Linked DNA regions of Mus musculus: regions 1, 2, 4, 5, 6 and 7 are each linked to region 3. A link is a contact called in public promoter capture Hi-C and targeted proximity ligation data. All regions are on one chromosome and are shown on one strand. The core of a region is the stretch at or near the end of the contact, and the rest is flanking DNA. Distances in the headings are between cores, read along the strand shown. Region 1 holds the start of Men1 (multiple endocrine neoplasia 1). Region 2 holds the start of Zdhhc24 (zinc finger, DHHC domain containing 24). Region 3 holds the start of Rela (v-rel reticuloendotheliosis viral oncogene homolog A (avian)). Region 4 holds the start of Ppp2r5b (protein phosphatase 2, regulatory subunit B', beta). Region 5 holds the start of Cd248 (CD248 antigen, endosialin). Region 6 holds the start of Ehd1 (EH-domain containing 1). Region 7 holds the start of Rasgrp2 (RAS, guanyl releasing protein 2).

What was found. Capture Hi-C pulls out chosen DNA fragments and counts their contacts.
Region 1: a targeted proximity ligation map of pancreatic cancer cells shows a contact between it and region 3. A contact is called at or near these places in 1 of 39 promoter capture datasets (embryonic stem cells), 4 of 130 datasets of targeted methods (astrocytes, bone marrow-derived macrophages, cardiomyocytes and 1 more) and 2 of 9 other capture datasets (embryonic stem cells and liver).
Region 2: a targeted proximity ligation map of memory CD8 T cells shows a contact between it and region 3, with 5 read pairs. A contact is called at or near these places in 1 of 39 promoter capture datasets (liver) and 2 of 130 datasets of targeted methods (memory CD8 T cells and pancreatic cancer cells).
Region 4: a targeted proximity ligation map of pancreatic cancer cells shows a contact between it and region 3. A contact is called at or near these places in 2 of 39 promoter capture datasets (hippocampal neurons and liver), 3 of 130 datasets of targeted methods (astrocytes, memory CD8 T cells and pancreatic cancer cells) and 3 of 9 other capture datasets (adipose tissue, liver and pancreatic islet).
Region 5: a contact with region 3 is called in a targeted proximity ligation map of pancreatic cancer cells. A contact is called at or near these places in 1 of 130 datasets of targeted methods (pancreatic cancer cells) and 1 of 9 other capture datasets (pancreatic islet).
Region 6: a contact with region 3 is called in a targeted proximity ligation map of embryonic forebrain, with 2.6 times the contacts expected there. A contact is called at or near these places in 1 of 39 promoter capture datasets (pre-B cells), 4 of 130 datasets of targeted methods (embryonic forebrain, memory CD8 T cells, pancreatic cancer cells and 1 more) and 2 of 9 other capture datasets (adipose tissue and embryonic stem cells).
Region 7: a contact with region 3 is called in a promoter capture Hi-C map of liver, with 2.5 times the contacts expected there. A contact is called at or near these places in 4 of 130 datasets of targeted methods (embryonic stem cells, memory CD8 T cells and pancreatic cancer cells) and 2 of 9 other capture datasets (adipose tissue and liver).

Annotation. Positions count from the first base shown.
Region 1 is chr19:6,333,654-6,337,371 of GRCm38.p6, reverse strand. It overlaps Men1 (multiple endocrine neoplasia 1), which reads right to left and starts at 2,359. Exons shown (of 10, transcript NM_001168489.1): 1 at 2,290-2,359; 2 at 1,467-1,927; 3 at 439-647; 4 at 91-219. The coding sequence starts at 1,911.
Region 2 is chr19:4,876,388-4,880,269 of GRCm38.p6, reverse strand. Zdhhc24 (zinc finger, DHHC domain containing 24) reads right to left here and starts at 1,602. Exons shown (of 3, transcript NM_027476.3): 1 at 1,241-1,602; 2 at 1-149. The coding sequence starts at 1,521. It overlaps Actn3 (actinin alpha 3), which reads left to right and starts at 2,361. Exons shown (of 21, transcript NM_013456.2): 1 at 2,361-2,559. The coding sequence starts at 2,416.
Region 3 is chr19:5,635,532-5,639,500 of GRCm38.p6, reverse strand. It overlaps Rela (v-rel reticuloendotheliosis viral oncogene homolog A (avian)), which reads right to left and starts at 1,960. Exons shown (of 11, transcript NM_009045.5): 1 at 1,660-1,960; 2 at 1,043-1,069; 3 at 799-950; 4 at 498-646. The coding sequence starts at 1,666.
Region 4 is chr19:6,233,282-6,237,229 of GRCm38.p6, reverse strand. It overlaps Ppp2r5b (protein phosphatase 2, regulatory subunit B', beta), which reads left to right and starts at 1,390. Exons shown (of 14, transcript NM_198168.3): 1 at 1,390-1,718; 2 at 2,131-2,597; 3 at 3,257-3,453. The coding sequence starts at 2,399.
Region 5 is chr19:5,066,438-5,070,081 of GRCm38.p6, reverse strand. Cd248 (CD248 antigen, endosialin) reads right to left here and starts at 2,004. Exons shown (of 1, transcript NM_054042.2): 1 at 1-2,004. The coding sequence starts at 1,956.
Region 6 is chr19:6,274,501-6,278,563 of GRCm38.p6, reverse strand. Ehd1 (EH-domain containing 1) reads right to left here and starts at 1,668. Exons shown (of 5, transcript NM_010119.5): 1 at 1,186-1,668. The coding sequence starts at 1,589. Gm14963 (predicted gene 14963) reads left to right here and starts at 1,986. Exons shown (of 2, transcript NR_168273.1): 1 at 1,986-2,271.
Region 7 is chr19:6,398,247-6,401,912 of GRCm38.p6, reverse strand. It overlaps Rasgrp2 (RAS, guanyl releasing protein 2), which reads right to left and starts at 1,372. Exons shown (of 17, transcript NM_011242.3): 1 at 1,262-1,372; 2 at 50-192. The coding sequence starts at 122. Pygm (muscle glycogen phosphorylase) reads right to left here. Exons shown (of 20, transcript NM_011224.2): 20 at 3,449-3,666.

The DNA.
Region 1 (3,718 bases), core at 1,110-3,609, 700 kb before region 3:
GACTCACAAAGCCCTTCGTGTGCATTGGAAAGGATCAGTTCTCTGTACAGAAGGGGAAGGGAAGGTCCTGGGCTGGGGCAGTCTCCTCACCTGCTGTAGTTGCAACAGTTCCAAAGAGTCAGTGTGAAGATCGATGGAAGGGTTGATGGCACACACCATGAACGCCACCTCCATCTTACGGTCGCAGCGCATGTACGACCCCTTCAGGTACAGCCAGCTCTTGGAAAGGGAGAAAAGCAGACATCTCAGGATGTACCACCTTGAGCCTGCTCTAGGGCACAGCAACGTAAATCAATTCACCTGCCCTGCCTCCGCCCCCCGCCTTGGTACATAAACACAGAGGGACAGTGGTAGGGGAGCCTGGCCTGGGGAGCAGAATCCCTCAGGTCACTTAGACTCACAGAAGGAAAAGGGCACAATGGAGGGAAGATACAATACCCGCTCAGCCACACCGGCATTGACTGTCTGGCCTCTGCGGTCCTCGTTGCCTTTGCCGTGCCACGTCACCTCAGCTGTCTGCTCCCCGTTGGGCCCAAACACCACCCAAGCATGATCTTCAGACAGGGCCAGATGGACATCTCTGAGACCCAGAGCCTGGCAGGCCCCTACCACTGCAAAGGCCACGCCCGAGCTGTCCAGTTTGGTGCCTGTGGTAAAGGGCAGTCATGAGAGCTCTGTCCTGGAAGAAGGGAGCCATGCCCCCTCTAGCACCTCTCAAGCCTGTATCCAGGCATCACACACCCTATCCACTATGTTCACCCTTTTATGCTCGCAGCAGCTCCCTCCCAATAACCCAACCCCAGAACCCTTCTGGATCTCAGGTCCACCCAGCCAGAAACTGCCCCTCCCTTTTCTACACCAAGTACTTCTGTTAACATAATGACTTAACCCAGTGTCTATTGTACAGCTATCAGACTGTGTCAAGGAGAGCAAGCCCATGACCCCACGAACCCCCACCCCTCCCTTCTTCATGTTCTGATTTATCTCTGCACTTTTTTCCTCAAAGCTCACAAGAGGCCTCAGATGCTTGCTCAGTACATTGCACGGAGAGCTGAAGCACTTTGTCCTTAGTCAAGCCCGTGCTTCCTTTCAAAATATTTTCAAAGGTATAATCTTAATTGTCTCAAATGTACCCACCCATTTGTCCTACCTCCCCAGTCTGCTACCACCTTCTTTCCCCATATGTTGGGCTGCCAGATCCCTCTGGCTATTCAATGGCAGGGCTGGGACTGTTGAAAGACTGGGGAGTAAAAGCTGGCACCAAATGACCAGGTTCCAGTCTCAGCCCTGTCATTCTGACATTCCCCTCTTCAGAATTCTCTTTCCACAACTGCGAAGGAGAAATAATACCTGCCCCACCACACAAGGTTTACAAGTCTCAAAAGGGCTATAAGCCATATTGTTCAGACATGAGAAGAGGTAAGACAACACTCATTTGCTCTCCTGACCACCTGTCTGACTCCAACCTGTGATGAAGCTGAAGAGGGACTGGATGTGGGCCCGGTCCTTGAAGTAGGAGCGGCTGAGGCTGTTCCATATGACATCCGAGACCTTTTTTACCAGTTCGCGACTAGAAACACCTCCCTCTCGAGGATAGAGGGAGAGGTCCACAGCGCCGCGGATCTGAGCGGTGAATCGGGCATAGAGGGCAGCAATGATGGATAGGTCGGCCACCGGGAAGTAGGTGAGGCCACCAGGAGGGTCGGGTGCGGGGCTGGGCTGGAAGGTGAGCTCCGGCACGTTGGTGGGGATGACACGGTTGACAGCCAGGAAATGCTCCACGAAGCCCAGGACCAAGGACAGGAGCACCAGGTCAGGCTCCTCTCGGCCCAGCTCTGCAGCAAACAGGCGCACCACGTCGTCGATAGAGCGCAGAGGGAACAGCGTCTTCTGGGCGGCCTTCAGCCCCATGGCGGCGGGCGGTGGCCTGCGGGCGAGCCGAGGGAGGGAGGGTCGGGCTCGGCGAGAGAGCCCCCTCCCAGGCTCGGCTAAGGCTCTACCCTCCGCCACAATTCTGCTTCGCCAGCCGCTTCGTCCTGTGCTCACGGGCGGCGGCTCGGTTTCTGAGACCCTTCAACCAAGGCTATATAGGGCCTTCTAGTTCCTTACAATTCCGGGACCCCCAGCCCCGATGAGGCTGCTCCCAAAGACCTATTGGGGACCCTCAAAGGCCGCCCCTCCAGTCCCTACAATCTCTACCCGGCCCTCTGGAGCCTGTCCAGAAGGCAAACCCAAACCAGCCTCCCACAAGTCCCAAGGAGAGTCCCGGCTTCGGTCCCCCGCGCCCACCTCCGCGCTTACATCCCACACAAGGCACCGCGGCGCCCGCCGCCTGAAGCCTGCTGGGAAATGAAGTCCCGCGCCTCCTATGGCCGCACTGCCTGCTGGGAAATGGGGAGTCCTTGCTCACCCGGCCCTCTCTAAATCTGAAAATGACAGCCAAACCCGCAATGGCTTATGGAAGAAGTAGTCCTGCTGCTCCAGGGCGGGTAAGCTGAGCTCCTCAACGATTGGTCATCTAGGATCACGCCAGAAGAAGTTCCTCCGTGACTTCTGGGAGATTGTAGTCCTAGGATTAAACTCAGGCGCAGTAGCGCCCCTGCAGTGTGTATTATGGCCAGTTTAAGATGTGAGGGAAACTGTTGCTCTAAAACACTACAAGGAGGCTGGAGACCTGGTTCAGCTGTTCAGAGCACTTGTTGCTTTTGCAAAGGACCTGGGATCAAGTTTAGGTCCCCACACCCACATTGTGGCTCACCATCTGTAACTCCACTTCCAGAGGACCCATGCTTTTCTCTGACCTCCACCAAGCTTGACTTGGTGCACACACATAAAAAGGCAGACGAAACATCCACACCTAAAAAGAATGCAAGGCTGAACACAGTACGGCGGAGGCAGAAGGATTTTGGTGAGCTCAAGGCAAGACTGGTCTATGATCCAATACCAGTCCTTGAAATTAGAGGCAAGGAACTCAGGGTGGACTTCAGAGATGACTCAGAGTTAAGAGCCCTGGCGGCTCTGGCTCAGGACCCTGCGTTCCCAGTATGTACATGTTTGCTCACAACTGGGTCTTTAGCCCCACTTTAGGAGGTCCAATGTTCTCTGCTGTCCTCTGCAGGCTCCAAGCAGGCACCTTATGCACACACATAGGTAAAATAAAATTAAGGAAAGAAAAGAAAAAAAAAATCAGGAAGTTCAAGGTCAGTTTTACCTTAGACAGGATCTTGCTTTTTAGTTCAGACTGGCCACAGACTCACAATATTCCTGCCTCAGCCTCCACCATGCTGGGATTATAGATGTTCACCACCAGTCCACATGGCACCACCCCTCCCACAAGGCTTCATGACCTCATCTTAATTCACGAAGTCTGTAATGACCCTGTTTCCAAAACGAAGTCTTTTTGTCTGAGACCAAGACCTCAATAGATGAAGCTGAGGAGATGATGTAGCAGCTGAGAGCCTTTTGTTGTACCAGTAGGAGGACCTGAGTTCAAATACCCAGAATTCACTTATACGTTTGGAATCCTAGCATTATAGGGCATGGATGGGGAATGGGGTCAGTGTGGGGGTTAAAGGGAGGAGGGTCTTGGGACTTCCTGCCTAACGACCTAGCTGCAGGTTCAGAGAGAGAGCCTGTGTAAAGGGAAGAAGACAGAGAGAGTCATAAAGAAGGATATGTGATCTTTCTGTTTTCCACATCTGAGCAGCTCCTTACACAG
Region 2 (3,882 bases), core at 353-2,852, 760 kb after region 3:
GCAGGAGACACAGGAAGGGCCGGTAATTATGGAAGCCCACACAGCAGCCCAATAGGCGACAGTGATGGTCACGACGTAGGATGCACACACGGCAGGCAGAGCAGTGACCACTACGAGGTGGCACCTGGCTTTGGCACTGGTAACAGTAACTGCAGGGGGTGGGAGCAAGGACACAGGTCAGTGCCTCAGTAGCTCTCAGTGTCCCAGACCATGCCCAACCGCAGCCTCAGAGACCATCTTGGGAAAGCAGGAACAGTCCCTGTCTTCACCAGGCATCTCCAGCTAGTGGTTACTGCCTGTGACACACCTTCTGAAAAGCAAAGTTTGCAAAGGCCTGGCAGTACTTCCACCACTAACATCTTTCTCCCTCTCCACTCCAGTCGCTGACCTTGTGGTTCTGGAATATTCTGGGCATACTGTGGCTTCTGCCTTTTCTTGGTCTGCTTCCCTCTCCCAGAAACCAGTTCAAAATTTCCCAAGTGGCTGACTCCACCGCAAATGCCTGAGTGATGTCCACCTATTTATTTTTAGTTTTTAGTTGCAAGTGGACAAGTTAGTCTTAATATATTTGTGGATGCTATGGCTTTTTAGTAAAATGTAAATTAATTAATCAAGCTAATTAACCTAAAGCTAATCACCTAAAAGTCTTGTACTGAAAATTGACCATCTATTTAAAATTGAAACTTTATGCTGGAGAGATGGCTCAGTGGTTAAAGGCATTTGCTTCGCAGACTTGATGGCCTGTTCACTCTTCTGAACCCACGTGGTAGGAGAGAACAAACTCCCGAAAATTGTCCTCCGACCTCCACCTGTGTACCCCGGCATGCGCGCCTGGGACCGGACACACATCACACATACAGACACAAATAATAAAGATAACTTCTCGCCTCTTTTACCCTGCTCTGTTTTTTGTTTCTGTATCATTCTTGAGCATCTAGTTTACGCAATTTGCTTTTTTTTTATTGGCTTATTATTATCTTTATTATCTGCACCTTCCGCCACTGAAATCAACTCCAGGAGGTCGGGCATCTGTTTTCACTTGAGTCCTAGGAACAGTGGCTGCTCAATATCTGAATGAATAAGTAGCGGGTGCCAGGCTCTAAAGGAGTTCTATGGCTCTAACAACCCGGATGCTAACGTCATCTGGTTACTGACACCTCAAGTTCTGGGTCCTTTCTTGGTACCAGCGACCACCAGACCCCCTGCTTCTGCCCGCCGACTCCCGGAGCCCAACACTCACGCCCAGCCCTGTCCCAGGCCGCGGCCAGCCAGCATCACCCCCCGAATGCTGGGATCCGAGCGGAGGAAGAGCACCACGTTGCCCAGCAGATTGAGCAGCTGATAAGCAGCTAGCGCCAGTTGCAAGGCCCGGGCCAGTGGTCCCAGCGGGGGTGGCCCAGGCCCCAGCACCATCACGTAGGCCAGCTCCAGGACCACGACGGCGGCCCACAGCGCGGTGAGTACCAGTGGCATCCGCGCGGGCGCTCCTTCTGCGCCCCGAGCTGCCCAGGACTCCCCCATGGTCGGACCCACCGGCTTTCCGATCGCTGGGATCCCACTGCTTCCGCATTGGGGAGGGCCTAGCAGCGAACTGACGTCTCCTGCAACCAATAGGAGCTCCGCAGGGGGTGCGTTGCGCGCGCCAGACTTATAGGGAGGGGCCACAGATACGGAGAAGTGATTGGCTAACTGACCAGATGTTCGAAAATCTGATTGGTGATGCTGCCCAGGTGTCAAAAAGAAGCAGTCCGCCCAGCGTACTGCAGTAGCCGCCCCTGGTGTGGCTTGCTGCCACTCCATGAGGATTGAGTTGCAGCCCCCGGGGCGTCGGGGTTTCCCGGCTCAGCACATTCTCCCTACACTCCTCTACAGCCGCCCCGGTATTAATAGACCTGGCTGGCCCTATCATCTGGCCCTGAGCCTTTCCCCATGCTCGGGTGTCTCCATCACCCTAGAAAACTCCCCAAACAACTTGTTGACTTGCTGTTACAGACTGTGAAATAGAAATAGGGGTCTGTTTCTCGAGCGCAATGCTTAGGAGGGACAGACTCAGGTCCAAGGGGCAGCCTTTAGGATGCCTACAGCCACCACTTGGAATCCACTTAATAGATGAGGAAACAAAGTCCATGGCTGTCCCAAGATCACACAGCAAGTTAACCACAGAGCTAAAATGCGAACCCACTATCTAGGCCAGTAGTCATCCCAGCATCCCCCGCGATTCCGCAATCTTTGACTCCAGCACAATCTCTTCTCTGGTCCAGTTCCCAACCTCCCTCGCCCCCTATCTGGCCCCACCCACGTACCCCATATTTAGTACGAACCCGATCTGGGGGCTGGACCGGGCCCTACTTAACCCGGCCTGAGTGTGCAGGAGCTCGCCCAGTGAAGCAGAGCGGAGCCAAGAGCCTGAGCAAGATGATGATGGTTATGCAGCCCGAGGGTCTGGGGGCCGGGGAGGGGCCCTTCTCTGGCGGTGGGGGCGGCGAGTACATGGAACAGGAGGAGGACTGGGACCGCGACTTGCTGTTGGACCCGGCCTGGGAGAAACAGCAGCGGAAAGTGAGTGCTCACCCATTTCCCAAAGGCAAAAACTGAGGCTGGGAGGCCAGGCAGTTCTTCTCGGGCATCTGGGCAGTTCAAGGTCAGAGCCTGGCTGTAATCTAGAGTGCAGCTCCCCAAACCAGGCTCTGCCCACCAGCTATATGCTGTCCTCAAAGATCAGAAGAGTTCTCATAGGGATTTAGGATATCAAGGACACCGTGGAGTCCCTCAGTGACTCCCCAATAACTTTAAGCCCACTGCCCCTCTTGTGTTGGTGAAAGTGGATTTTGGACAAGGTCCAAGAGACCCAACTCATTCTTGGATGGGAGGTGAGGGGTTCTCAGAAAGTTATGTTCCTTTAGTCTCCAGTTAAGTATCCCTAGACCCCATCCTGAGGAGAACATGCCAGACACACAACCAGTGGATTTGGGGTGTAGGAGAGAACAGCTGTCTCATATTCTTTCCCATCCTCTACTCTGTCTTCTGCTATGGGTGGATCCCTCTACTGGCTTGACAATGGAGGAAATTGAGGCCCAGAAAAGGGCACAGATAGGCAGGCAGCCTGTTGTGTACTGAGGAAGAAAAGAATGCCCCCATCTGAGGGTCTTTGTTCCTTGCCTCACCCCACTCTTTCCCAAGATTCCCCTCCCTGTCTAGAAGCCCTGAGTCTGCTGAAAAGGCCAGAAGGTCAGGAGGAGGGGAGCCCCGGCTCCCCTTACCAGTAACCTAACCCAGGCTCCCACATGGACACTTGTGCTGAGGCAGCGCCTTTGTGGGAGCTCAAGAGGGCCATGAGGGCAGCCATTGCCCAGGCTCAGCCTTGCAGGGCACTGCCCCCTCCTTCCCTGGATCATTTCACCCCTGGCTACCAAGAGGAGGGAGCAGGACACCTGGGTTCCCTGAAGAGAAAATGATTCCATCCGAACTGAGGAATTTTTGGGGTTCTGAAGGCCAGGCTTAGGGTGAGCACCATGAAGCCATGGAACCTGCCTTTTGCCAATTGTGCGTGCTTTTAGGAAAGTAGAGGGCATTGCAGACCTGAGAACCCCAGAATTTACAAGCAGATCGTTTCCGCTGTGTTAGATGACAGGAGCTGACTGCGGGGGGGGGGGGGGGGGGTGAGAAGCCTGAGCTGAATGGAATGAGGCCTGGGATGATCCACCCTCCCCCCCAGCCCCCTCCCCCTCCCCCTGCACCTGTCTCCAAGCATGGCTGTGGTCCCTGAGTTCCTGCAATCCCCGGGTGATGTCATCCCTGCCCCTGGCTCCAGCTGCCCTTTGCTCCTCAACAGCCCTCCCCCTCTCCCTCCCCCTCCCAGATCACAGTCTGTGTGTTCCCACC
Region 3 (3,969 bases), core at 711-3,210:
CGTGAGACCTGTGCAGCAGGACACGGTGCTACATGCCTATTCCCCTGGAGTTGAGAAGAGGAGGCAGGGGAACCCTAACGAGTTCAAGGCCAGCTTGAGCTTCCTGAGACCAGACTCCTCCTCCTAATTTATAACTGTGTTTTCTTTCCATCATGGAAGTTATAATTCTCTACCAGTATCTCGTCTATCTGTCTGTACAATTATCGCCTGGTTTTACCAACTGGTATTTAAGCTCTAGGAGGGTCCATTTGGATATCTTTCTGATCCAAGAGGCTAAGAGGCTGGCCTGTCCAGCCATAGGGTTTGTGGCTCTAAGAAGATAAGGAGTTCCCAACTGTTAGAGAATTCAAGACAAAGGAGGTCTGTTTGCAAACTGGAGACAGAGTTAAGAACTCTGGATTCTGCCTGTGTTTAGAAAAGAGCAACACTGTAAGAGCTGCCTGGCCGGCCTGCTCCTACCCTGCCCTCACACCACCCCCAGCCCATAGGGAACTCACCTATGGATACTGCGGTCTGGGCAGAGGTCAGCCTCATAGTAGCCATCCCGGCAGTCCTTCCCCACAAGTTCATGTGGATGAGGCCGGTGAGGTGGATCCTTGGTGACCAGGGAGATTCGAACTGTTCCTGGTCCTGTGTAGCCATTGATCTGTCCAAAGTACAGAGTACTCTAGTGGCCAGCAATCCCTAATCTGGCTCTTAGACACAGGGCACGGTGACCAGGAGGCAAGTCTGCTGGGGCTGCACAGTGCGTTCCACCACATCTGTGTCCCAGCGACACCCCTGGGGGCTCTTGCTTACCTTGATGGTGGGGTGTGTCTTGGTGGTATCTGTGCTTCTCTCGCCAGGAATACTGCCCGCTGAGCGCCCCTCGCATTTATAGCGGAATCGCATGCCCCGTTGCTTCGGCTGTTCGATGATCTCCACATAAGGCCCAGAAGCCTGGGCTGGCTCTGTGGGTGACACAGTCAGCCATCAGGTGCTATCCCCACGGCCCCGACTCCAGGACAGCCCCTGACTACTGAGGATGGATGGTCCAACTTACCTGAGGGAAAGATGAGGGGAAACAGATCTGAAAGGGAAAGACAAGGCACATTGTCAATAAACTCCAGTGCCCACCCTCACCTGCGAAGGCCTGACAGAGCCAAGCTCCCTCCCTTCCAAGAAAACTGAGCCAAGACCCTGAAACCTGCCCTGACAGAGGCCGGGGAACTAGAGAAAGGGGACACAGAGGCATTCCTTTGCCAGGGGAAACTGAGTCAGTGCCTGTTTTACGTTCATAAGTGACACTGAGGAGGGGGTAATACCCTCCTCTCCTCTTCTGGGGAAACTGAGTCAGATACTTTCTTCCTTACACGGAAAGGAAGCCAGAACTAATCGCATCGACACGGGGGTGGGGGGAGCCGGAGGAAACGGAGTCAAGATTCACCCGTACCCCCACCCAGGAGGGACACTGAGTCAAGGCGCCCTCCACTGAGAGGGGTAACTGAGTCAGACCCCCTCGCAGCCCGCCCCGCCCCGTGCCACCATCCGGCCTGCCGCTCCCTGCGCAGCAACCCGCGGCGCAGAAAGGGGCGGAAGACGGCGCGGGGAGGGGGGAGATTCCGCCGCAGGCCCCGGAGCTCTAGGGCAGCCATCCCCCGAGCCAGAGGGCAGCCTCACCGTCCATGGTCAGGGTCCCGGGGGCGGGGCCGGGGTCGCAGCTGAGCCCACGGCGCGCTAAAGTAAAGCCATTCGCCAGAGGCGGAAATGCGCGGCGCGCGCCCGTCGTCGCGTCACTGCCCGGAATCCGGCCGCGCCTGCGCGCTGAGCCGCCGCCACCGCCACCGCCGCGCGTGGGGGGCCGAGAGCAGGTGCGCGACTCACGCTGGGCGCGGAAGGTGTGCGGCGGGCGCGCGGGCGGGGACACCGCAGCGCGGCGGGAGGACGCCGAGGCTGTTTGTCCCGAGGCCGGCCCGACTACAAGCTCCGCAGCGCGGCTCGCTCGGGGTCCCGGTCCCGTTCCCGGCCCCGCCTGGAGGGCGGGCCCGCGATTACTCACTCTGTTTTTAGGGGATTTCGGGTCCCGTTCCCCGCCCCGCTCTGATCTCAGGAGTTTGGTGATGTCACCCTGGCCGGGACTGGAGCCGAGCCAGGGCTGGTGGCAGGCTGCGGCCATTCGCCCTGCGCAGGGAGAGGCCCAGGCCTGCTGCTCCCGCGGAGGCCAGTGACTGAATTCCACACGTTTTCCTAAGCGTGCAGGGGCCTTCTGGGGACCCGCGTGCTACGGGCCACATGCTCCCCAACCTAGATCCGGCTGCGCGCAGGAGTGCTTCGCGGAGCGAGCGTGCTGCATCCGACAGGCCTTAGGGTAGAGGGGCAGACCGAGGACTAGGCAGACACCTGTACCTCTAAGAGTCCCTGAGAGCCATGAGTGCTGGAAGAGCCCCAGGGCTTCGTCTGCACACATAGGTGCTGTCTGCTAAGGTTTAGATCTTTAGGGATCTCCGGAACCAGCTAGGGTCACACCGTGAACATCTCCTTCAAGGCCTCCCAGGAGTCCAGGCTCCAATGAGGAAAGCGTTTGTAGGGAGCAAAAATTGCCATCTAAGCCAAGGGCAGGTGTGCAGATTGAGTGTGGGGACTCTGGCCGGAGGACGCAACACATCAGGCTGCCTCCACTATGCCAGAAGGAGGAGGCGCCTCCCGGGCCACAGGAGGTTTCAGCACTCAGAGAAAGACTTATTTTCTCTAAATTAGGAAATCATGTGGGAATTGGAAAAGATTGGAAATTCTGAATTGCTTTCCCAGGCTCTGAAAAAAACAGGAAGACAAAAGTGAAAATAGTTACGCCCCTCCCACTCATTTCAGTTTCTCACTTGGCGCAGATTAGAAAAAGCAGTTTAATATTTTGCGAGGGCGGATGTCAAGGCGACAGAATGAATATAATCTCCAATTAATGGCACACAGCCATCATTGGTCCTCACATGAACCACTTGTAAAAACACATATAGTTACAATTTAAGTTAATATGAATACCAGCGTCCTTACTAAAAAGTAAAGGCTAGAAATGAGAACTCAGTAGTTTTTGCATAACGTTGCAGGAAGCTGGGATTTGATCTCTGACTCCAGGATGCTCCAGTAATCCCAGCGCTCATGGGGTCAGACGTTCAACGTCATCCTCCTCTACATAGTTTGAACCCATCCAGAACTACAGAAGATGCTCTTTAAAAAAGGATGGTTGCAGGCTGGAGAGATGGCCCATCAGTTAAGAGTCGATAATGCCCTTGCAGAAGACCAGAGTCCAGTTATCAGCAACTGTAACTGCAGCTTCCGGAGACCTCACACTGTTCTGGGCTCTTGAGAGCAACTGCATTCACATGTGCACATATATACAAAAATAAAAATAATAAAATAAAATAAAAGATAAATGTGAGTTGTGTTTGGTAGTGCAGGCCTTTAGCCCCAGCACTCTGGAGGCAGACTCAGCAGGTCTCCTAGTTCGAGGCCAGTACAGTCTATACATAGTGAGTTGCTAGACAACCAGGACTGTATAGACACTTTCTCAACACAAATGAAAAAAATGGAGCTTTGTTTACAAAGAGAGCTCTGGACCAGCAGGGGCTAGCCGGTGTGATTTTGTCTCAGAGGGGGAGATGGGTAGGAGTGTATCAGAGTTACAGCACTTGCCTAGCATACTGAAGACTGGTATTTATCTCCAGCACTCCAGAAGAAAGGTCAAGAAAACGAAGGGGATGCAGGGGACACTGACGCCACTCATCCCCACAGGTGTGCTCCTCACCGTCCATTCCTTTTTACCCTGAGTTCAGGCTCTTCCCATCCAGATTTCTGCCCTCTGTGTGGGAGCCTGCCACCGTCACGTGGTCAGAGGACAACTTGCCAGACTCATTTCTTTCTTTTCACTAAGTAGGTCCTGGGAGCAGATCAAGGTCATCGGGCTTGACGATGACGACGACGACGACGACGACGACG
Region 4 (3,948 bases), core at 141-2,640, 600 kb before region 3:
ACTGCAGCCGAGAGTCTGTGGAGAGCACTACCTTGTCACAGGCAGCAAGGCGTCCCTCCTGCCTTGGCCTCTGGGTTCTGGTCTGGCGGGAAGAGGCTCTGTGGGTCTGGCTTTCCCGGCTTATTATTAGGGAGTAAGGGGGAGGGAAGCCATGTCTGAGCCCTGGAGGTGGGCCAAGTGGTAGTTTAGGGGTTCCTGTTCTGTCTGGCAGGTGAAGAACAGAGCAAAACGGGAAGTGAAGATCTGCTATCTCTGAGCAAAGGGAGTACTGTCTCTGGGTAGCCATCGCTTGATCTGGGTACCCATCCATTGAGGTGCTAGACTCTAGAACAGTGTCCTCGATACAGGCTTTGGCTGTTTGTTGCTCTAAGGTGGGCACTTCTTAGGTAAACAGACTTCTTTTGCAGCACTAAGTGATCACCAGGGTCCATAAATGGGTGGGGCCAAAAAGCACCCCAATTCCCCCAACCTCATTGCTCTCTCTCTCCTGCTGCTCAGCAAGGACCAGTTTGTCACCTAGGTAAAACTTCAGGATAAAGGTCTCACAGTCATTGTAGGGAATAGAGTGTTGGCGACCAGGTACTATGAAGGGAGCCCGGGACTGCAGGCTGGGAACTTTTGGCCAGAATGCCAAACTCTTGGAATACAGCTGAGCCTTTGATACCCAGCAATGGGGTTTTGATCAAGAACTCCCCACTCTCCAAGGCACATCTTGGCACCAGAGGAGCTGGGAGGTACTGTGCCTTAGGATGGGGGCAGCTCCAGGGTAGCACCTTCTGCCCTCCTTGCTTTGGCATCCCAGGGCTGTCCCTTTAAACTACAGACCATGATGTCACCATGGACAGTAAGTGACAGGAGGGGCACTGCAGGCCGGGAGAATGGACTTCATTTCCCAAGAGCCTCTAGTGAACCACACCCCTCCCAGCAGGCGCTAACGCAAACCCGACTGTTAACCCCTCCAACGCCGGATGCAAGGGGTTTTGTAAGTGTCCGGCTTCAATCTGGGCTGAGTATGAGGAGAGAGGATGGCCTGAGGGACAGATGGCTCAGACCAAATTGTGGGCCTGGCACATCATGCTAGGTAGGACTCTGTCTTGCATTAGCAGGTTCCAACACCGAGTCCTTTTCTTTCCCTACACAGTGTCCCTTCCAGAATTCGGGAGTCCAGTTCTGAGCTGGACTCTGCCCCAGTCTGCTTGCAGGTTTTAAAATCCTCAGCTTTTCTCGGAAGTACTGAGTTCCTCCCCTAGCTCCGAGGTTACCCGTAAAGTTCGGTTGCTTCCTTTAAGCAGGGTGGGGACTACATTTCCCAGAGGCCCCGAGTCCTCCCTGACGCAGCCCCCCCTAGCGGAGGGAGGTGCGGGCCGGGAGGGGGGGAGGTGACTTGATGTCATCCTGAGCAGCTGGGCGGCGGGTGCCGGTGCGCAGCGAGCCGGGGCTCCCGCTGCGCTGCACCGCGCTGATCTGAGTCCCGGGATATCTGCCGAGGGTCGCGTGCTGCCGGGGCCCAGCCCAGAGCCCACCGAGTGCCCGACCCCTTTTGGGGCTGAGCTGGGGGCATGCTCCAGCACCCCCAGAGCCTGGGAGCGAACCCAGGAGCGCCGCCGCCCAGCCCCAGCGCCCCGAGCGGCAGAACCACCGCTAAGGACCCTTGAACCGTCGTCTCTTCCACCGAGGCAACCTCTAGGGTCGGCGACCAAAGTCTGGGTTTCTGAGAAGTGAGTGTGTACCCCAATACCACATTGAGGTTTGGAGACCAGGAAGGAGCGGGATATGAGGAGAGATGCTAGGGTCTGAAAGGGGGTGCACGAGAACAGGACCCTCATTTTTTGGGTGAGTGCACTGAGACAGGAGACATTAGTGGAGCTGGAGTCACACTGCTGTAAGGATCTGGGGATGCTAATAGAGTCCCCATCCTGAGTAGTAGCCATAGGCCGTATTTGGGGAGGGGCTACTTTAGAGCTTGGGCCTGGAAGAAGGGAGGGGCATGGTTGCGCCCTTGTTTTGGGGTCTAGCGAGGGAAGGAGGGAAAAGAAGTAAGGGAGCAACTGCACCACGCGGGCTGTCTTTGGAAAGAACCGACCTGCTCTCTGTGTCTCTCCTGCTGACCTTTCTAACCTGACTTCTCAGAAGAGCCAGCGTGGGAACCCTGACTGGAACTCTTCTGGATCCCCAGGAAAGACCTGAGCCATTGCCTTTCTACCTTACCTGCCCCCCCAGGACTGGGCAGTTGCCAGAGGCCCTGGGGGGGTCAGGACTGTGGCCGTGCCTCCCCCACCCCCTGAAACATGCTGGACAGGATGGGTCCCAGTTAGTGTGTGTGGCCTCATTCAACTTACTCCAGACCCACAAGGAGCCCCCTGGGCTCTGAAAGATTGACCCGTGTTGTCCACTGGCCATGGAGACGAAGCTGCCCCCTGCGAGCACCCCCACAAGCCCCTCCTCCCCAGGGCTGTCTCCAGTGCCACCACCAGACAAGGTGGATGGCTTCTCCCGCAGGTCCCTCCGCAGGGCCCGGCCCCGTCGCTCACACAGCTCTTCTCAGTTCCGCTATCAGAGCAACCAGCAAGAGCTCACTCCACTGCCCCTGCTCAAAGGTGAGCTGTTGTTGGTTGCCAGGGTACCCAGAAGGAAGCAAGGTAGGGGAGGACCAAGGGAGAAGCAGAGGTCTGGTAGAGTTTGGATCTCTTTTAGGCTAGGAACTCCACTGGAACTGACCCCCAATCTCCAGGCCTCTGCTGACGCATGGCCTGACTGGCCTGTCATCTCTGGAGGTGGGGCATCTGGAAGTGGTGCCAGGGGCAGGCAAGGGCCAAGGGTGGGGCACACAGCCTAGGTTTCAGGAGGCTCCTATCAGTCCAGCCAGCTGCCTAGGTCCTGGGGTAGGTGCTTGGCATGATGCCCTGTGATCACTAAATCCCACCCCCCACTTCCTGGCCCGATTTCTACTTTTGGCTCCATGTGTTGAGGGAGGTAAGTGTCTGGGGAGGGGTGGGGAATGCTTGCATACCCAGGGTTGTGATCTTGCTTTAAAGTCATGAGGTCTCTGATCCTGGATTAGAAGAGAGGACCACTTTTTCCCCTCAGCCTCCCGGGAGTGAAGGATGGGACTAGAATTGTTTGCTAGCTGTACCAGAGTACCTTGTATGGGGGCAGCTGAAGCTTCCTGGAAAGTCAGCCTGAGGGAGGTGGAGATCCATCCCGTCCAGAGCCCTTGGCGGCTAGATCCAGGAGGTCTCCCTGTCCCTCCCCGCAGATGTGCCAGCCTCTGAGTTGCATGAGTTGCTGAGCCGGAAACTGGCCCAATGTGGGGTGATGTTTGACTTCTTGGACTGCGTGGCTGACCTCAAGGGGAAGGAGGTGAAGCGTGCAGCCCTCAATGAACTGGTGGAATGTGTGGGTTGCACCCGGGGTGTGCTCATCGAGCCCGTCTACCCAGACATCATCCGCATGGTAAGCACTGCCCAGCCTCGCTCGGGGAACAAGAATTCTCTCAGGCTACCTCTGGGACCCGTGTGGGAGGAATAAGTGCATACACTTCAGCTTGGTCGCAGGCGCGTGCTCCCACTTCCACTGGGTCTCACTGCTGCCCGACACCGTCTCGGGATTTCCTCTCCCTGTTGTCCCTATACTTGAGTGAGCTGGGCCTAGGGTACCTGTCCTCTGGGCCACTTGTCTTCCATGGTCTGACTCAGGCATGGGCTATTCTAAGAAACCCTCTCGCCCAGTCTGATCAGAAACGCTTGGGCTCTGAATGCCTGGGCTGTCCACTGCTTTCAACCTTACCATCACTGCTGAACCACATCCACACACGGATGTGTCAAGCCACCCTTGGGTCTCCAGCCCTTGACTTGCATGAGCTTGGTGTTTAGATGAAGATTGTCCAGAGGAGCAAGTTGCCTGCTGGGAAGTGGGTCAGTCCAGAATTGGATGAGGGCTGGTGGTAAA
Region 5 (3,644 bases), core at 755-3,254, 570 kb after region 3:
TAGAGGGGCTCTGGAATAGGAATGTGTAGGGCTGATAGATGAGGTCTGGTTAGTGGGCCTCTGAGGGGGGAGGGGAGAAGAAGGGAAGGCTGGGGGCTGGTTGGCAGCAGGCACAGGAGTTTCATGGACAGAAGACCTGGAGTTGGTAGGAAGAGGGGGCTGGAGAGCTGAGACAGAAAGCTGGGGGGCCTGGGTTCTGATACCTGGAGCATCTGGGAGCAAAGGGTGTTGATGGGCTTTAGAAGTGGTATCCCCAGGATCAAGGTGAGGGGGGACTGGAGGCAAATAAGTGATAGTGTGGGTATCTGGAGACATAGGGGCCTGGTGGGGAGGGAAGACTTGGGGATAGTTGGTTGAGATAATGGGGGGCTGGTACGGAGGAGACCGTGCTGGGTGAGTGGCCGAGGTTATCCCAGGCTTGTGGCCAAAAGGCAGGTCTGGATAATTGGCCTTGATTTTGGGGATCTGGTGCTCAGAGAACACAGCTGGAGGTGTGGCAGGGGCCATGGCAGGTGGGTGGACAGGGCTCAGGGGTGGGCGTGTAGCTGAAATAACAGAGGTCTTGTGGGCAGAAGGTAGTGTGGGTCGAGTGGCAGAGATCACCATGGGCCGTGTGGCAGACACCACTGAGGAGTGGTAGGGGCCCCTGGGGGCACTAAGTGGGGGTGGCCAGGTAGGCTCCAGGTGCAATCTCTGAGGCTCTCCATCCTGTGGGAAGTTGGGCCTATAGGGCAGGCCAAAGTCAGGTGGATGTGTAGGTGCCAGCCATAGGATCCCCTGTTCCTCTGTCCAGGTGCCATCAAAGTCCTCCCAGGGCTCCTCTTCATCCTCCCCTTCTTCTCCATCATCCAGCAACTCATCTCTGAGATCCTGGGAAGCCTGGGCACCCATGGCTCCTGCAGGGCTACAGCTGATACCATCTGCCTCAAGCTCGTGACCCTCGCTGCAGTAACACTCAAAGCCACCAACATAGTTGACACACATCTGCTGGCACACACCAGCAATCTGGCACTCATCCGTGTCCACGCAGCGGTGTGGATCATCCTCAGCTGGCCGGAAGCCAAGGCGACAGTGGCAGCTATAGCCTTGTGGCCCTCCAGGTTCACACTGCTGCTCACAGGGGGCCTGGGCACAGGGGTCTTCACAACTGTGCCCATCTGCTGCTAGACGGAAGCCTTCACTGCAGCGGCAGGACACAGCACCGTCCACCTCTTCCACACACTCATGTTCGCAACCCCCATTGTCAGGACCACAGCCAGTCCCTGGGCACAGCGGGCCAGTCTGGGACCAGCCCACGCCACCTGAAGGCTGTTTCACGCACAGCAGAGAAGCTCCCCTGCCAGCTTGGCACTGCACAGCTGCCACGGAGCCAAAGGGCAGCCATTCGAACTCGCTGGAAACCAGGTTGAAGGGTGTGGTGTAGACAGCGGGACCGGCCTGACCCACCTCAAGCGGCAAGGCAGGGCAGGCACCCTCAAAACCAAACTGGCAGAGGTAGCCATCGACAGCCAGTGTGCACGAGCCTTCGAGCCAGCGATGCTCTCCGCTGGCCTCAAGGGCTGCACAGCGCTGGGCTGGGCAGGGTCCTTCCGTAGCCGGCTGGGCCCAGTTGGTGAAGGCGGTGTCCTGGTCTCCCGTGGTCCATATGAAGCCCCGCAGTGGGCGCTGCGGCTGGCATTGCCTAGCCTGCCGCTGCAACCCAATCCATAGCAGCCCGTTGGCCGGCCCGACCCCCACCAGGCTGTCCACACGCTGGGCCTCCTCTGGGGTCCGCGGTGTGGCCAGGTTGCCCCCCAATTCGCGGCACGCCCGCCAAGCTTCCAGGAATGTGCGGCGCCGGGGAAAGAGCGCGTAGCAGCTGCTGGGGCCGCACGCGGCTCGAGGCTCCGGCGTCCAGGGGACCTGGCCCAGTGCGGGCACCGCGGCCACCCAGGCCAGCAGCAGGCGCAGCAGCATCGCGACGCCCCCCGACTGGCCCGGCTCGGGCCTGCCGCTGCTCTTGACAGGGGGAGGGATCAAGGCCTCTGGCGGGAGGGCCGGGGGCGGGCCCGGCGGACTCACGCCTTGTAAGGAGTGGGCTGGGGCCGCTGCCAGCTCCCCTGCTAGCTCCCCGGGGGCTGCTGGAGCAGGAAGCAGTGGGGTGGGGGGGGTTCTGGGGTGAGAGGCGAAGGGCAGAGGAGGGGGGAGGTACAACTAACGGGCTACCTCAGGCGTTACAGAGCTGAGAGTCAGGGAAAAGGGAACCTGTCTGTCTGAGAAGCATCCCCAGTCAACCCTCTGAAACTTCAGCGTTGTTTGCAGCTAAGGCAGCTGGGGTGAAGCTGTCTTCCAGAGAGACTCCCGAAAGCCGGGATCTGGATTCACCAGTATCAGTATACTGGCTGCATTCTGAGCTCAACGACTTGATCGGGCCAGCCCTTTCTCATCACACATATGTGAACGACTCCTTCCAAGCCTGGCAAGAGCATCTTCTCTGACACCCTATCTAAGGCCGCCAAACCCCAGCCTCACACACGCAGCTCTCCTGACATGCTGTGTATGCCCTTAGGTGGATAAGCTAGGATGATGTGGCCTGCTAAACGGTCTCAACGATGAGGCCCCACCCATTCCTGCCTGGGCCCTGCGTGAGAATCAACTTGATAACCTCCTTGAGAACCACCTCAACCAGACACGTATTTGATGAGCCCTTCGCTCAGCCTACCTCACTCCCAAGTTTTTTTGGCTCCAGCAGGACCAGCATTAGGGGTTAGGGAGGGGGGAGGAGGCCAAGGCCTGCTCTCTCCTTACCCTGGCTCAGTCAGGGGCCCTGGGAACCTGGGCTTAGAGCGGGAGGAGGCTGCCCCCTAACAGGAAATGCCTCTCCAGGCTTCTGCTGCAGGAAGGCAGGGTGCATGACTCTGGGCTCTGTGGAGACTGAGCTCTGCTCAGGGTGAGCACGGCTGCTATGAGGGGACCTGTGCAAGACCATGTATGGGCATGGGGACACAACAGGATAGTAAGTGTGACACAGGCATCACATTGTCCTCCTTACTCCCAGGGTCCTCTTCCAGCCCTTCCTGGAGGCCTCTGGAGGTTTGCACACTGGGCCAGGCACCCAGGGTGGCCCTGGGATTCTGTGTGAAGGATTAACCCCTGCATTCTCTTTTTACCTTTATTTATTTATTTATTTATTTTTAAGAGATGGAGTTTGCTCTGTTGCCAAGGCTATTCCAAACTCCTGGATTCTAAGTAGCAGGTACTACAGTCACCCAACACCAGGTAATCCTTTTATACCCTTGGGGTTTTTTGTTTGTTTGTTTGTTTGTTTTGGTTTTCTGAGACAGGGTTTCTCTGTGTAGCCCTGGCTGTCCTGGAACTCACTCTGTAGACCAGGCTGGCCTTGAATTCAGAAATCTGCCTGCCTCTGCCTCCCGAGTGTGCCATCGTGCCCGGCTACTCTTGGTTTTTATTTCGACTTTTAAAAACATTTTTGCTTTCTGTTTATGAGTGTTTTTCCTGCATGTATGCGTGTGTACCGTGTGTGTGCCTGTTACCTTCAGAAGTCAGAAGAGGGCATCAAATTCCCTGGAACTGGAGTTACGGGTATTTTTAAACTACCGTGTGGGTGCTGGGAACCAAACTTGGGTCCTCTGCAAGAGCAAGAA
Region 6 (4,063 bases), core at 419-2,918, 640 kb before region 3:
AGGCTGAAATTGCCTAGAAGGGACAAAAGGACGTTAAAGATCAGCTCCTTGAAAGGAGGCAGGCCTGGCAGCAAGCTTGCTCTAGAACAAGCTGGCCCGCCCTGTTGGGCCGGACAGTGTCTACAGAGGAATGTGCTCACACAGGGCGGAGACCTGGAAAGCAGGATTCACATTCTTTCCAAGGCTGTTCCCCTAGGCAGAATGCAGAAGTCGAAAGGCATGTAGAGTCACTCCTTGAAAGAGGGAGCAGAGAGGGCAGGGTCTGTGAGTCCTGTCATACCTCCTGTGGGAGGAGTCTGGGATGCCCCAATGCCCTTAAAGATCCTGGGTGTTAAGAGCTCCTCAGGCAGGCCACTGTGATTCATTCATAGCATCCTGAGGGGCTGACTCTAACTCACCGGGAACTGGTTAAGCTGAGACTCCAGGAGACACACGAAGTCTATCCAATCTATCCTAGACTATGGGTCTGGTCATTTCAGGAGCCACAGTGTTACCACCCCCTGAAGTCCCTGAAGTCTCCTGAGGCAACACTGACTTAAGCTTTTTTTGTTTTGTTGTGTTTGAGACAGGGTTGTCTCCTGTACTCCTGGCTGGTTTGGCATTCACGTAAGTGCTGCTTTTAGGAGGGGTGTTGGGACTCCTTCATCCCCTGCCTTCAAAGGGGGCTGCCCCCAAATCAGCAGACCAAAGCATAGCCTCCGCGCCCTTCCTACACAAAACCACTGGTCCCTGGAGATGTGACGCAGAGAGTGACACACTAGCAAAAGGAACATCTAAGTCTCGAGGTTTCCCAGGACACACACTTTAAAAACGGACCCCAGAGGAGGAGGGGGATTCATGAGAATGAGCTGGGTGCCTCCAGAATGAGGAACAAGAAAGGGGGGACAGCAATGGTTCATCTTCTCACAGCAGCCCCCCGCTCTGTGGGAAGTAGGTCTGGGGTCTGCAGGAGGATGTGAGAGTTAAACTGAAAACCTGGAAGGTTCTGGGAATGACAGAAGCCAGAAGAGTGGACGATGCCTAGTCTCTAACTTCTCTCGGGTAGTTAGTGGGACGCAGCAAAGCCGGTGTCCCTGGGAGTGGTCGCCTAGGGTCTGGCGGGGGCTCTCGGAGACAAAGGCCGGCTGGGGGCAATGGCTCCGGAGGCCTTTGGTATCCTCGCGCTGGGGGGCAAGGGGTGGGTACCTGTTGAGGAAGGCGTTGCCGAAGGCGTTGAGCTTGCGGAAGGGGCGCCGCGGGTCCACGACGAGCGCGTTGCCGGGCACCACGCCCTCGGTGGGGCCGTGCATGACCGCGATGAAGGAGTCGGTGGTGGGCTCCGGCCCGATGCGCATCCCCGGGAAGTCCTGCTCGATCAGGTGGCGGATGAAGGTGGTCTTGCCGGTGCTGTACTGGCCGACCAGGAGCACCATCGGCTTGTTGTCGAAGTCAGCGTCCTCCAGCGCGGGCGAGTGGAACTCGTGGAAGCGATAGTGCTCCTCCAGCGGCAGCAGCTTCTGCGCGTACAGCTGCCGCAGCCCCTCGGCCACCGTCTGGAAGAGCTCCGGCTCCTTCTTGCGGCGGGCATCCTTGCTCACCCAGCTGAACATGATGCCGGAGACGGGGCTGGCTGCTACAGGACGGAGCGGTGGCTGAGCGGGACTGGGGCGCGCGGCCGAGGAGGGGCCGGCCGGCCGGCGGAGGGCAGAGGGGCAGGGGGCGGGGCGCTGCCCGCACCGCGCAGGCGCAGGCTCGAGGGCCGGCGTGAGGACCACGACAGCGCCCTCTGCCGAGGGTCGCGCGAACCTCGTCGAGCCGCCCCTTTATAATAAGCCGGAGCCCGGCGTTCCCGCACGCTGGCCGCCGCCTCGAGGCTGGCCCGAGAGGAGGCGGGGGAAGAGCCCTCCAGGCCCCGCCCCATTCGCGTGCCACGTCCTCTTCTGCTTCCCATTAGCTGATTTCAAATATCGCGAGCTCGTGGCTGCGGTGCCTTGGCAACCGCACCTGTTTTGCTCCGCCCCTCGAGGGATGGCTCGTGGAAGTGTGGCGGTCGCGGGTGCCAGAGTCTGGCGTCGAGATGTACTAAGTCTGAGCACCATCTAGCACGTGTGGGCTTCCGGACACCCCCAAGTACTTCAGCTGCGCTCCCCAACTGCAGTGTTTCCGCTGGCTAGGAACTCCCAAAAGCATCGGGAGCCTCACCCTTTGGTCTTTTAGCGACTCTGGAGAGGGACAGGACAGCGGGAATAGGGAAAGCCGAGGGAGTACAGGACACCGGGAAGAGGAATATCGGTAAGGAAGGAGGAAGAGTGCGCTGGGACTCCACTCAGACTGATGGGAGAGGGACACGGCAATGGAAACAATTGACGTGACCTAGCGGGGAGTTTTCACCAAGGCGGTGCCAGCTGCGGAATGGGGTAAAAAGTTGCAGCTTTCTGGCTAGATGAGTTTGGAGGAAGTGAAATCGGAAATACCCTTTGTAAGGAAGAGGGGCAGTGTTGAGCAACAATGAAATGTTGTGGGAACTTAGGGGAAATTAAAAGCCCCAAAATTTCCGCTTTCCTGTCAGGGACACCACCAGTACCATCTCTTGTTCCGTTCTGAGTCCCAACCTGTTTCCAGTTGGTAGCTGTTCCCCACCATCATACCTGGCCACACCTAAGCCCCCTTGGCTGTGTCTGCTGGTGTCTAGTGGGTGATGTCAGAGATTTGGGGACTATGATTGTTAGGTAACTAATATCAGGTCACCCAAGTGGCAGGAGGATCTAAGGGCCATTGGAGAAGTCTAAAAGGCACCGGAGGAGTTGTTTAGCACACAGTTGTGGTCTCAACTGTTTGGAAAGGTTGGAGGATCACTTGAACCCATCGATTTGAGGCCAGCCTCGACAACAGACGCTGTCTTAAAAGAAAAAAAAAAAAAGACAAAATATTTATCGATGAGGCTAAATTCATAGCTTAGTGGTAGAAGCACTTGCTTAGCGTGCACAAGCCAGTAGGGCCCATCCCCAACAGCACTAGAGCCAACAGAAAATCATGGGAACTTGAAAGCCTTGGATCCCACTTGAAAACTTTGATTTGGAAGCCTGTGAGCTAGACACCTATGTGGGGTTAGGCGGGGAGAAAACAGTGGGATCTCACAGGAAGAAAGAGCCGTGTGTATATTGAGGGATCTCAGTCAAGTGGGATCCAGAGAAGGCAAGGTGGGAAGGTTCAGAGATCATTGCCAGAGACAAGCAAATCCCAGCCTGCCTGCAGGCTCTGGGCCAGGCTTCTTCTTTGATCTGGAGTTTCTCCTTTTTTGTGTGGTGGGGGGGGTATTGTGAGTGTGCCATTTGGTGAGTGTGCTATGGGGGTGTGAGTGTGCTATGGGGGGGTGGGATGAGTGTGCTATGGGGGGGTGAGTATGCTATGGGGGGGTGAGTGTGCCATGGGGAGGCAAGTGTACTTTGGTGGAGGGGGTGAGTGTGCCACGGGGGGGAGGGGGATGAGTGTGCCATGGGGGAGTCAAGTGTACCATGGTGGAGGGGGTGAGTGTGCCATGGGGGAGTCAAGTGTACCATGGTGGAGGGGTTGAGTGTGCCATGATACAAGTCAGAAGACAACTTTCTGGAGTTCCCTGTTGAGGCTAGACTTTGATTCTTCCTCCCAGCCCCATGCTCCCAGGAATAAGACTCAGACTAATAATGTATTTACAAAGATCTAGGCCATAAGCTAGGCTCTTCTCTGACTAGATCATAGCTAAATAGAACCCATTTATAGTAACCTACATTCTGCCTTGGCTGGTTACCTGTGCTCAGGTAGCATGCTCCTTACATCTTCCTGGCAAATCTCCCACCTCCTCCTCTCTCAGAATTCTTTCTCCTCCATATGTTCCACCTTCTATTTCCTTCTTAAGCCATAGGCCATAGGCGTTTTAGTTAACAGGCAAGGCATGCATATGCTTCATAGCTGTTCCTCTACAACTCTCTCCTTCTACCATGTGGGCCCTGGATCAACAGCCCTGACAAGTGTGTTGTCCTACTGAGCTGTCCCGACAACCCTCATCTCATTAGCCTTCTTTCCATCCATCACAATAAGGCGCAGA
Region 7 (3,666 bases), core at 123-2,622, 760 kb before region 3:
TGGTTCAGGGTCCAGCTGGGTGTGACCCCTCGTGCTGCATGCAACTCACCAAACGCTTCGATGCAACCACGGAGCAGCTCCTCCACGGTGCAGCCCTTGTCCAGGTCCAGAGTGCTCGTCATGGCTGCCGGTGCCAGTAGGCTAGACCCAAGCTACACTCTCAGAGCCTCCCACGGTGCTCAATTCGGACCCCTGTCCTGGGAGAAGTGGGAGTCAGCAGAGGCGCGGGAGGTGGGGGGAGCGGCTCGGCGCGTAGGAACGGGGCGGAGTGGGCACGCCCCCTGCTGGGCATGGGCGGAGTTGCCTGCCGTTGCCCCTCTAGGGTTAAACGGTCCTGCCCCGGGATGGTGCAACTCGCTAGTTGGGAAATGGACTAGCTGAGAGGCTTCCGGCCCACCCGCGGAGTCGCGGGAGGTTAGAAGGGTTCTACGAGAATAAGGGACGAGCCAGGACCCCAGGGGTTAGTTAGTGCCCCAAGCCTCCTGGCGGGCCCTCCTCTCCTTGCATTTGCTCCCCACAGGCACCTGCAACACCCCACAGCTTGACTCTGCACTCCTCCCGCTTCCCCTCCCTTCACAGCCTCCCTTCCCCCGCAGGGTTATTTTGGGAACCCAGTGCCTGAGGGGACCTCGGAGGAATTTCTCCCTGGGATGGAAGGAGGGAGGAGGGAACCCAGGAGTCCTGCCTACATCTCCCCCTCCTGGGCTCCCCGAGTGGGAGGCGGGGCCGTAGCATCCCCCAGGGGCCTGCCCTTGGGGAGGAGGGCTAGAGAGAAGAACATTCCTGGGGCGGGGGGTGGGAGGGGTAGCCCACTGCGGTTGGGAGATGTCAGTGGGAAGCCAAAGCCTGGGAACCGCGGACTCCCAACCCACAAGTACTAAGGTCCCAGGAGTCCGGTCCTAGCCCTTCCAGAATTGCCATATATCTTCCCAACCTGGGCTCCCGCCTTCCCACCCACCCTGCTGCATAGTTAAATTGTGCGTGAGAGCACCGAGTAGGGAGCCCAGAAGGGGCCGCTAGCGCCATGGCCTGCATGACACCATTAATAATCCTGGTCATCAGTGGGGACTATAAAAGCACCCATGCAGGAACAAACACCTATTCTCTAGACTAGGTATTTGCCGAAGGCCAATGACCTACATTAAGTGCAAGAAGACCCTTTTCACACACACCAGGGTCATAGACACCTCCCGTCCTAATCACACACAATGGCACCCACATCCCATGCACACCTGCAATGAAAATCCTCAGCCACACATACCCAAGTCCTTTACTTCAGAATGCAAACCTGAATGCAGTTCACCTCCCAGACCTTCTGTTCACTTGAACCAGCTCAGCCTCTGATCTCTCGATCACAGTAGCTCTGACATCTGAACACGTGTGCACACACGCAAAGACAGTGCATCTCCACGCATGTACACTCCCACACGCATCCACATACCCCCTGGTTGCGCACACACCCATTCTGCCGCCCCTCCCCCCTCAACCAGGCTCCAGGGCTCGCAGCCCCAAAGCCTGGGGTTCTTTACATTCCTGGATCTCGCCAAAACCTTGTCCCAAGGAAAGGGACCTCGCCCTTACACAGACTCCCCTACATTAGGGAATCCTCCCGAGGACTTCTCAGAGTCGTTCCCTCCTGACTGTTACTTCCTTGCTGGGTGACCTTGAGAATCATTTAGTCTCTCTGAACCTCAATTTTCCCATCTGTCAAATGGGGACTTGCAGGGAAGAGCCTGGTAGATACGTTTCAGGCGAGCACCGGAATGCCTCGAACGCCCCCCTCCTGCGGGTGGCTCTAAGTGCCTCATCCCCTCCGCAAGCTCTGTCCCACCCAGGACCGCAGATTCCCCACCCACCCGCAGTCCCCGCCAGCCTGCCCCTAGGAGATCCCTAGGGGCCGCACCCTCTGTGTCCCACGCCCCACCCGCGCGCGTGCTCGCTCACTCACTCTTGGGACCCGCAGCGCGGACCCCGAACCCTGCCCGGCCAGCGCCACCTCCGTGCGCTCCCGCCCGCCGGCCTCGCTGCGGCTGCGGCTCCCACCCGGTCTCCGCGCCGCGGCCCAGCGCCCTGCCGCCCCGCCCCCTCCCCGCCCCTGCACCCCGCGCCGCGCCTCCTCCACCGGGGACTCCCCCTCTCGCCCCGCGCGCGCCGGGCCCTGAAGCAGATTAACCCCTCCCCTGCCGCCCCAGAGAGTTTAACCGCGGGCGGGGGGCTGCGCCACTGTTGGTGTGGGGACCGCGTGCAGCAGCCCTCCCCCACCGCGACACCCCCGGGCTCTGCGCCCCGCCTGGGTGTCGCACGGAGGAAGCCGGGAGGGGCAGGAAGCGGACTGCGGTGGGGAAGGGGCGCCCCGCCCAGCCCCCCGGTCCGGGTTCCTGTTTTCGAGACAAACCGTTCCCACGGGGTTCACCCTGCCCGGGCCCGGGCGTCTTCCTGCGGGCGGCGGAGGCCCGGGCGTGGTGGAGGTCGCGGGCGTGGGGCTGCGGATCCTTGCGATGGCCTGGGGGAGGGGCTGGGACAGAATGCGAGCTGGTTTTGGTCCAGTGGAGCCTCAAAAAGCCAGGAATGAATGAACGAACACGCGGCTCCCTGGGAACCCAGGTTCGTTGTCTAGAGATGGGGCGAGGGACACCCCACTGGGCAAGAGAGAAAGAGGCGTCTATAAATTGGGTAGGTGCTTTGCAGTTTCGGAACTGGAAGCCTTGGATGCATGGGCCGAGACGAGGAACTTGGGAGGGGCAGCCACAAGCAGTTATGTCCCTCACACCTAGCCTAGGGATAGGTAACAGTTTCCGGCCGTTTAGACTCACTATGAAACCCAGGGCCGCAAAACCCCTTCCGAGGATTGCCCCTCCTTGCCTTGGGCGAGGGAAGCAGTCCTCTGCACTTCAATCTTGGTTTATGTGAGGCTCAGAAGAGGCCCCTTATATACCTCAGTTTCTCCAGAACCGGGAATATACCACTGTTCTCGCCTAAACGATCTGCGAATGCCCTAAGCCCTAACACTCCCCTGGTTTTGAATTTATTTTAGCCACCTGCTAAGAGACCCTAAAACGCCGCAGTGGGGCGGGGCTAGGGGCGGAGCCAAGAAGGCGCCAAGCCTCCTCTAGACCCTCCCCCAGACAGCGGGGAAAGCTCCGTAGTCCGGGAGGATTCGGCCCGAGTACCGACTCCCTAACCCGGTGGGCCCCACCCAGACAGACGCCCCGCCCCCGACCAACTAAGCTGGCCGCTGACCTAGTATGGACACAGCGCTGGGAAGAGAGGCGTGGAGGGCGACACCGGAAAAGGGACTGAGTCCCAGACACCGCCTATGGGCCGCCCCTCTCTCCCCACAGAGGATGCACCTGCCGCGGTGTGTGGGGGGGGGCTGGGGGGGCGGTAAGGAGATGACTGCGCAGCAGCTGTTAAGCTCTCCAAGAGCTAAAAATATTTTGCAACAGAGAAGAGTAAGGAAGAGCAGGAAGAGTCGATTTATTGGGGAGTGGGTGCACTTGGTTAGACCCCATCCATACATAAAAGGAGTAGGGAGTTGAGGGAAATGAAGAGGGCAAGGTCTTCATCACACTAGGCATCAGGACCTAGAGACTGGGGAAAGTGGGTTCCAAAGTGGGTAGGGTAGAGATGTAATTCCAGAGGCCCACCTCCTGGAGTGGGCCTGAT